Regions from separate parts of the Sus scrofa genome. Here all the other regions are linked to region 1. Evidence: chromatin contacts called from public Hi-C data. All regions are on one chromosome and are shown on one strand. The core of a region is the stretch at or near the end of the contact, and the rest is flanking DNA. Distances in the headings are between cores, read along the strand shown.

Region 1 (3,136 bases), core at 233-2,732:
CTCTTTATCTTCAAATTCCTCTGCATGAGGATCCTATAACAAAAGCAAAATATAAAGTTGAAATACATTTCTTAATCCAATCAATCCAATTTAAGAAAATACAGTCTTGCTCTTAGCTTTTACCAACTTTTAAAAAAGGGAGAGGCAGAATGGCTTACTCTTAAGAATCTTCCATTATTTATTGTTTTTTGTCTTTTTAAGGCCGCACCCACAGGATATGGAGGTTCCAGGCTAGGGGTCGAGTCGGAGCTATAACCACTGGCCTATACCACAGCCACAACAACACCAGATCTGAGCCCCGTCTGTGACCTGTACCACAGGTCACAGCAACACCAGATCCTTAACCCACTGAGCAAGGCCAGGGATCAAACCTACGTCCTCATGGATGGTAGTGAGATTTGTTTCCTCTGAGCCATGATAGGAACTCCCATAATTTATCTAAATTTAAATCATTATTTTACTTATGTTGATGCATAATATTATCTTCCATCACTGCATGTATGACAAGACAAAAAGAAACCTAGAGACAAATAACTTATGAGTGAACTATTAAGAAGAACTTTACTGAGATATTAAATGCTCATATAAAGCCCTGCCCTCTCTGCAATTGATACGCAAACAAGGAATCTCTGAAGAAGAAATATATCTCATAGTAAATAAGTGCATAATCCACCATGAAGGGGGTCATTTGACATCATTCTTAGAATGCTGAAGTCTTCTTACATCTGATTCTGATTTCCTCTCCATCAAATAATTTATGATAATTATAATTAAATAATGCAACTGTACAATTAAACAATACAGTTCTAGAACTGTATTATTAATAACCATTTCTCTCCATGGTACAGTGTAAGGTCTGTAATGTGTTGTTTATCACATCAGCTAGAATGATGTAATGCCTATACTGAAGAATCAATAAGATGTAACAAATTGTGAGGACATATTTATGTAGTTACACTGTTCTTTAACCAATTTATGCATTTTATATTTTACTTATTTTCAGAAGTTATATTATTTTTGTTATTCTTACCAGTTAAGTTATTCTTTTTATTATGCTATATAAAATATTTAATGGTATATAAGGCTTTCTTCCTTATAAATTTTAATTGCATAATATACACAATTTTAATATAATGCTAATTTTTAAAGAAAAATTGAATGTAATAGATAATACTAAATAGTAAAGATGAAAGCCATACAAAATGGGATATAGAATAGATTTCCTATTTGTCTCAGCATATTTTCCATTCCACTTCTCCAGAGGGAGTCACTTAATCTGTTTCTTAAGATCCATGATATGATAATCTGTATGAATGTAACTGTGTTTAAATATATGTATTTTATTCTGTAAAAAAAAAATAAAAATAAAATTTCAAATAAATAAATAAATAAAGCCCTGCCCTCGTTTTTATACCTGTAAGTATTTTAAACTCAAAGTCCCACTTGAGGCAAAATTTTCCTGGTGCAGAGGCTGTGTAAACATCTGGAATTTCAAAGTACTGCAAAGGATTTCATAATCTGTACAAAATGCCAAAATAGCTATCTATACCCTCAGCTGTCCTCCACCACCAGAAATCTAAGAAAAGGTAACAGATCCTACAACCAAACGCAGCTTTCTCCTAAATGAGGTACACTTTTGTAGTATTTATTTGACAAATATTTATTGGCTATTTATATAAGGAATAGTAGAGGTATTATATGGATTCAAATATAGTTGTCCATGCCTTCAAAGACAAACACAACTAATCTAAACACTTATATGATGAAGGAAATACATGGTTTTACTAGAGATTAGAAGATAATACATTTCTGAAAGGAAAAGCTTTATGAATGAGGAAGCATTGTGGCCAGGTGAGATTATATAGGATTTCCACAGGTATTAGAATAAGTAAAGGCAAGAGGCCAACAGATTGTAAGACATAAAAAGGAAAGTAGTGGGGTTGCATGACATGCACATTTAATTTATTCAACTTTATGTGTTAGAGGTAGGGGAGAGAAGGAAGCACTGAGAGTGATAGTGAATGCGCACAGATGCTATTCCCCCACTGAGTCCCAGGGACCATGTACTTGTCATAGGCAACACCTTATTCATAACTGATTCCACGTTAGTCTATTTAATCTTCAGTTTCTACTACTGCAGCTGAGGTTAGGTCCTCATCACTTTGTGCCTAGGCTATTTCCAGATAAAAGTGAACTGCGGCACTCTCTCACTCTCTGCCCTCCAATCAATCTTGTACACCAAATAATTCTCCCAAACCGCAGTTCTGACCACATTAGCACCAACTCAGATTTCTTTAATGATCCCTACAACCTATGGGATAGATTCTAAACTCCTTAGTTATTTCATTATTTCTGTTGTCTTATTTTTTACTTTAATAGTATGGAGGTTGGCTGATTCTGGGCTGTATTAACACAACTATTTCTAAGAGTAAATTCATATAGATAGCATAAAGAACTACCAAAACCAAGTTTATTTGGTAATGATGGGCAGGGGGAGGCAGGAAAGGGTAGAGAGGAAAAAGTGGTAGAGAACTCCTTGATATTTGTTTCCTCAGCCTGACCCTGCTCATGAACTAGGTTTATGGAGAGTGACTGCTGTAAAAAAGGGTTGAGGGAGCTTTTCCAGGAGGGATTTAAGGCACAAACAATGCTTCTTTAGAGACCAAGTAATAAAGTGTGAAACAAATGCTTAGGAAAGAGCATCTTACCACTCGTCCTGCCTATTGTCCCCACCTCCTCCATTTTGTTGAAGAATGCAGCATAGCTCTAGCACAGCTGGCACAATTAATAATAGTAAGTGATAATAATAATAATAGTTACAAAGCACACACTCTGCCTCAGTTAATGTGTTATGGTTTTAATCATCACAGCAACTTATGAAACAGGTAGTATTTTTATTCCCATTTAACAGACCAGAAAACTGAGATGTAATATCCCACAATTAAGTGTTAAAATTGTGCTGTTCCAGGTCTGTGTAGCTTTTAACCATGTTGCAAGTTTACCACTGTGTCCCCAGGACCTTAAAAAGTGCCTGCCATACAGGAGTTTCTCCAGAAAACTTGATGTGGGAGTTCCCGTTGTGGCTCTGCAGAAACGAATCTGACTAGTATCCATGAGGATATGGGTTCAAACCCTG
Region 2 (3,136 bases), core at 208-2,707, 160 kb after region 1:
GCCCCGATGCAAAAGAACCCCACATAGGAGGCCAATCAGCTGAGGAATGGGCAAATGATGGGAACAACAGGTGGGCTCCAGAACTGCTATCAGACCAAATCATGTCACACTATAAGCATCAGATGTTGGCGGGTGAGGGCAGCCAAGAGGCCACACTGGCTAGGGTCAGTTAGCAAATGAATGGCTTGACTCAATCAAGAAATCTTGTTCAACCTGGGAGGCCCAGAGATCAGGGTGCTGAATGACAGAGCTTATAAACAAGCAGATTCAGCTGCTAAACAAAGGGCATGATTGTGTTTAGGGAGGAGAGAGACGGAGGACCACATATTTCTTGTCAGTCTTTTTCTAGGATAATTACTCAATGGAGTGAAGCATCTTTAACCACTTAGACTTGGCTGCTGCATCTTTCATCTGAGACAATTCTCTGACAAGAGGGATTTTAACATCAATATATGATTGTTTGCAATGTATAGTAAGATATATTCATTCAAAATCACTTAGTAGCTGGGGAGTCTAGGTGGCAAGATGTTTCTGCATTATTTTTAGTCTACTTTGTGCTGATAGCTCACAGCATCCAATACATTTTTGCTGAATCAGTAAGTGAATCGGGCATCATTTGGATAAGGCCCCAAAATAATCATTTTGGTTCTGTCAACATCTAGTTTTCCAGTTTGGTGTTAGAAACATAGGGAACTGATCTAATGTTTTCTAAGAATATGACTATATGTGTTTTCATCTTTTTAGCCCTGTTTTCCCAGGGTGATGAAAATAAACACATTAAGTTGGAAGCACAGAAATGTCCATCTTCACTGCATGCCTGGATCCAGTGTTTCTCTGCTATAATGATATCCCCATAGGCCTATCTAGAACAATTTTCCTACTTGTCACCTAGATTGGAGGATAGATCCTTCAAAATGAGTAGAATTTGTCATTGTTGCTACTATTATTACTTGATCAGCAGAAAGGTTATTGGCTAGAATGGGCTAGGATGCCCTGGCAAATCAGTCATTTCCTGGCTATGCCTATAGCAACTTGGTAAGTACAATGAGGAGAGGAGAACAGATTAAAAAAAAAAAAAAATTTCAAGGTCCATTCTTTTATTCAAGGTCAAAACTACAAAATTCTTAGCTATTGGATCCTAAAGTGCTTGTTTCCTCGTAATCCATTCCAATAGGAGAGAAGATTTAAAAAAAAAAATTGTGAAATAGCTCGTAATGATAGGACCAGTGTTAAGCACATGTAAAATGGATATTTCTACATAGCAGCAGGATGAGAGAAACTGATATGTCAAATATTTTAAACTCCATGATCAAATTGGAATAATATCAAACATGATTGTAATCTGAGGCAACAGAATTCAATTTTCCTTGCATTATGGAGATTTCTCTGAGCAGACCCAGGTTAAATGACTGCTCTGAGGTTGATGACACACCGATTCCTAGTGCCAACAATGACTTCAGCCTGATGGCAACCTTTACAAATTGCTTCCTGTAAATTCTTTGCGAAAATAACAAGCAAATCATTTTGCTTGAGAGTGACTTTTAGCTAAGGGACTCCACCCAACAATCTGGATTTAATAAAACAAACAAAAAAAACTTTGGTATTACAAACATCTTTTTTGAAATGCAAGTTCCCCACATAAGTTTTTGTAAAAGCAAAGCATTTTCACTTTCTGTTCATTGAAAACTGAATGGATCCTTATGCATGGCCCAGTGGTTACTTAGTTTTTCTGATGAGTTGGCAGGGAGGGGTGGAAGGGGAGAGAAGATCACTGAAGAGCCACATGTATATATAAGATATTCAGGATAATATTTACAAAAGACTTTAAAGCCATAACCAGTGGCTTGGTAATTCAGTCATTTATCCATTCACTTACTCAGCACTTAATATTTAATAAGTACTAGGCATTGCTGTAGGCTCCGGAGATACCATAGTTGAACAAAACAGACAATACTTGTGTTCTCATGGAACTTACATTCTAGTGAGCTAGACCATAAGCCAAATATTATGCAAAGCACACTTTCTTTAAAGAGGACACTGGGTTTAATGGGCAAGGTAGAAGAATGATTTGCTTACAGAAGATTAGGGGTTGGGAACATTTATGTCTCTGTGATAGGTAGTAGATAAAAATCACACTAGTAAATATTTAAGCTTGGCATTGCTCAGATATGATATATAATTTATGATCTAGTTCCTGAACTCAAAGAACTTATGATTCTAACATATAAGGTGTTCCTGCACATAACACAGGCAGAGAGGGAAGAACAATCAGATATTTTGTATACCATCTGAGTCAGAGCTGAATCATTGCCTTCAGGGTTATAACTGGGGTGAGTGACGTTTAGAATGTTTGGGCCTTTAGGAATTCAAATAGAAATAGGAATTCTTTGACACTGTGTCCTTTCCTATTTGGTAAAACAAAACAAAACAAAAGAAAAACAAACCCAATGTAGTCATCGGCATGACAGGGAAAGTGTGTGTGTATGTGTGTTTCAAAAAATGTCAAATCTGCTTTGTTCATTCTAATGAAATCACTATGATTAAAAGAGGTAGAAACAGAAAATCTGGCAGGTTTTTAAGAAATGGTCATACAATGAAGAAACTTGGGCTTTATGAAGGTAAAACCACAAGACGTCTTTGGGATAATATCTCTGAAACTTTTTTTCTGATTTTCATTCCTACTTACTCTTTTTTTCAACTTTCCTCTTTTCAATATTCTTTGCCAGCTGCAATCATCAATCAGGGCTTACGGTTGTTTTCATCATATCCAGATATATTGGCTTCAGAGCTCATGAAATCAAAATCAACCTTATGCTTCTGCTACTCTTCTGGAGGCCACCAGGACTATACTTCACATCTCCTCAAACTCGGAGAAGAAACAGCTTTCTTAAGAACAACCCCTTTGTTGTTGCTGTTGTTGGTTGTTTGTTTGTTTTGTCTTTTTGCCTTTTCTGGGGCCGCTCCTGGCACATATGGAGGTTCCCAGGCTAGGGGTCTAATTGAAGCTGTAGCCACCGGCCTACGCCAGAGCCACAGCCATAGCAACTCGGGATCTGAGCCAGGTCTGCAACCTACACCACAGCTCATGGCAACGCCGGATCTTTAACCCACTGAGCAAGGCCAGGGATCGAACCTG
Region 3 (3,136 bases), core at 187-2,686, 130 kb after region 1:
CTGTCAAACTTCCATGCCTCTGTGCCTTGAATGCTCTTTTTTTTCTTTGACCACCAGACAAACAGCAACTCACCTTTTTTTTTTTTTTTTTTTTTTAATTCTTTTTTTAGGGCCATACCAGCAGCAGATGGAGGTTCCCAGGCTAGGGGTCTAATCAGAGCTATAGTTGCTGGCCTATACCACAGCCACAGCAACGTGGGATCCAAGCCACATCTGCAACCTACACCACAGCTCACAGCAATGCCAGATCCTTAACCCAATGAGCAAGACAAGGGATTGAACCAGCGTCCTCAAGGATGCTAGTCAGATTCGTTTCCACTGAGCCATGACAGGAACTCCATCAAATCATCTTTTAAATGTCAGCTAAAATATCACCTCCTCTATGAAGACTTTCCTCACCTTGAAATCTCTAACCTCTGCCAGGGACAACTGACCATTCCTTCCTTGTTAATCCCTGTTAATTTGAGTGTATTTCTATAGTAAATTTACATACTTTATTGCTTCTTTTTATTTAAATTCAGTTTTCTTTCCTATCACCAAGAGGTAAGTATCTTGAGGGCAGCTCCATGGATCTTTTTAGAGACCTAGGACTTCAGCTTTTCATTCAACTGGGTAAGAGTTCTCAGTTCCATCAATTCTACTCTGTGCTCAAGTTAGCAGAAGTCAGTTTCTACCGGAGTTCCTGTGTGGCTCAGTGGGTTAAGAACCTGACTAGTATCCATGAGATTGTGGGTTCGATGCCTGACCTCACTCAATGGGTTAAAAGATCCAGTGTTGCTGCAAGCTTTGGTATAGGTCACAGGTGTGTCTCAGGTCTGGTGTGGCTGTGGCTGTGGTATAGGACAGCAGCTGCAGCTCTGATTCAGCTCCTAGCCTGAGAACTTCCATATGCCTCGGGTGGGGCCCTGAAAAAAAAAAAAAAAAGTTTCAGTTTCTATCATGTATAACCACAGAGCCCTAATAGCTGCAGACATATACTGAAATTGAACCAATGGTCTGAGTTGAGGGTCTCAGGAAGCTTAGGACAGAGAAAGGAAATGCAGAGAGCCAGAAATTGGCAGTATTTGTTCAGTGCTCTTTAGAGGAGAGTATGCCTCCTCTGGGAACTCAGTCTGCTGAGTAGAAAAATATTCTCTATTGTGGGTCAAGGATAACTCTTCAGACTTCTTCATGGCCTAGAGGCTATTTCTAAGAACTTCTTCCACTTTTTTTTTTTTTTCTCTGATTCCACACTTACCTGCTAACCTTATAGTCACAAATTGAATTCTCAGGGTATTATGAGATCAAGAAGGAAGTAACTTTGGTAACTGGAAAAGGATATTCCCTCTGAAAGTATGTAACATCTGTAAGTGAGTAATATTGTATAGCAGTCTCTTGATAGTTTGGACAGTCCCAATCAGTTGCCTCAGTCTGATAGACGTCAGAGTCCTAGCAAAATTGTTTCTCAACCTTCAAGACTAAGATGGGCCTGAGGTGACTCGCCACGGTGGTATCACCCTTTGAGGCTCCACTGTTTCCCCAGATTAGACTCCTATTTTCTCCCACTTTTCACTGTAATACTTAGTAATACACCAGTGGTAGGTACATCTCCACGGTCCATATTCTTTACTCCGTAAACCTATCTAGGTTTGGACAGTAAGTAAAACCTAATTCTAATCATTAGCTATAATTAAAAAGAGAAGTAAGCAAGGTTTAGTTCTACTTCTGTAGGATAAAAGGCAATATTTATAATTTTTATTAAGAAAGTTGGCAATGTAAAGCAGTAGTTCTCTGTTGTTGTTGTTGTTTCCTGGGATATACAAGAATGGTATTGGCCATGTGTCCAGTTCCTGGCTTCATCCCTGTGACCCCATTCCTCCTTTTTCTCTCAAGAAAGCATATTGACATGCAAATATGTGACCATGATATTATTGTGATAACCTTACATCTTCTCTGGTTTATTTTTATGAGTTGATCATTTGCAAACTTTTGTATTTGTACCATGACAGTGGTTTGCAACACATCAGTCTGTCCTGTTGAGACCTGCTGATGTAAATACTGCAAGGAGAAGGTTTCAGCTAATTATTAACTAAGCTGTTTATGAAACTTCTCTAGTGTTTGTCAAATTAACAAGCCAATTTCACTCTTTCTTGTCAGTTTCACCAGGAGGCCCAAGAGCCATGACTTGGTGGTACTGAGAGCTTAAACTGAAGTAACGGTGTACTGGGAATCAGGAAGGCACTTCCACTACCAGAAATGGTTTGGCTTGTGTCCATCTCTCAAATTCAGGCTGACCCTCCCAATCTGTTAAATGAACAAAATTTTATTGAATAGAATGTTTTGAGAAAGCCTGAGTCACTTGCTCTTTTCATTCCGAGATGGTTGATCCAGATTCCTCAACTCCACACTGCTTAATCCCTGGCTTGCAGGTTGAATACTGCAAATGCTCGGTAATACCTTCCTTAGGCCACTAAGGGATTTATCTAGTACTTGACCTGCATTTTTTCCTCTAGAATGATAGATCTAACTGTATAGAAGTTACAGAAGCAAGTGATATTTAAAGAAAGGTCATAATGAAGTGTTTTCATGTCAATATCACACAGAATACCTGTGAGTTAGGCCCTAAAGTTTGAAGTAAAATGCTCTGCTCTTTATACCTTGCACTGATGGTTCAGTACTGCAGAGTCTTTTTTAAAAACGCTGCTGTGAGCCTGCATCCTGCATGCATGGAATTGCCTGGGAACAGAGCAATGAATTAAAGATGGCACAGCTCCCTTTGCTTAACATTTCCTATTTTTCAGGGGTTTGTTTTGCAACTTTAATATTATTAATCTACATAGCTTTTTACTTTTCATTCAGAATTTATATCAGAATCAAGCTAATAAATTAAAGATGAGTTAGTTCATTGTTGGGTGGTTTAACATAGACCTAGTGTGTTAATCCTGATGTGCTTGTTACTAGGATTTTAAAATTTTTATTATTATTATTTTTTTTGCCTCGTAGCTGTGGTTAGGCAGCAGCAATAAATCAGAACAAAGGAATGAAGGTATTGGGGCTTTAGGGAAAACATGTATTAAAAAAATTGGTTTGGCACTAACGGCTGTATTGCATTAAGATGGATTTTAGAGATACAGAGGTAAGAGAATGTAGACAAATA

The links. Hi-C and Micro-C count contacts between places; a contact is called where the count stands out from the background.
Region 2: a Hi-C map of liver shows a contact between it and region 1, with 2.3 times the contacts expected there. A contact is called at or near these places in 6 of 47 Hi-C or Micro-C datasets (embryonic fibroblasts, heart right ventricle, liver and 1 more).
Region 3: a contact with region 1 is called in a Hi-C map of liver, with 2.3 times the contacts expected there. A contact is called at or near these places in 1 of 5 promoter capture datasets (liver) and 2 of 47 Hi-C or Micro-C datasets (liver and skeletal muscle).

The regions. Positions count from the first base shown.
Region 1 is chr3:79,179,044-79,182,179 of Sscrofa11.1, forward strand. EHBP1 (EH domain-binding protein 1) reads right to left here. Exons shown (of 25, transcript XM_021087470.1): 5 at 1-33. Among named protein-coding and RNA genes, the nearest start is that of EHBP1, 81 kb to the right of the region's middle.
Region 2 is chr3:79,337,019-79,340,154 of Sscrofa11.1, forward strand. No RefSeq gene overlaps it. Among named protein-coding and RNA genes, the nearest start is that of EHBP1, 77 kb to the left of the region's middle.
Region 3 is chr3:79,310,870-79,314,005 of Sscrofa11.1, forward strand. No RefSeq gene overlaps it. Among named protein-coding and RNA genes, the nearest start is that of EHBP1, 51 kb to the left of the region's middle.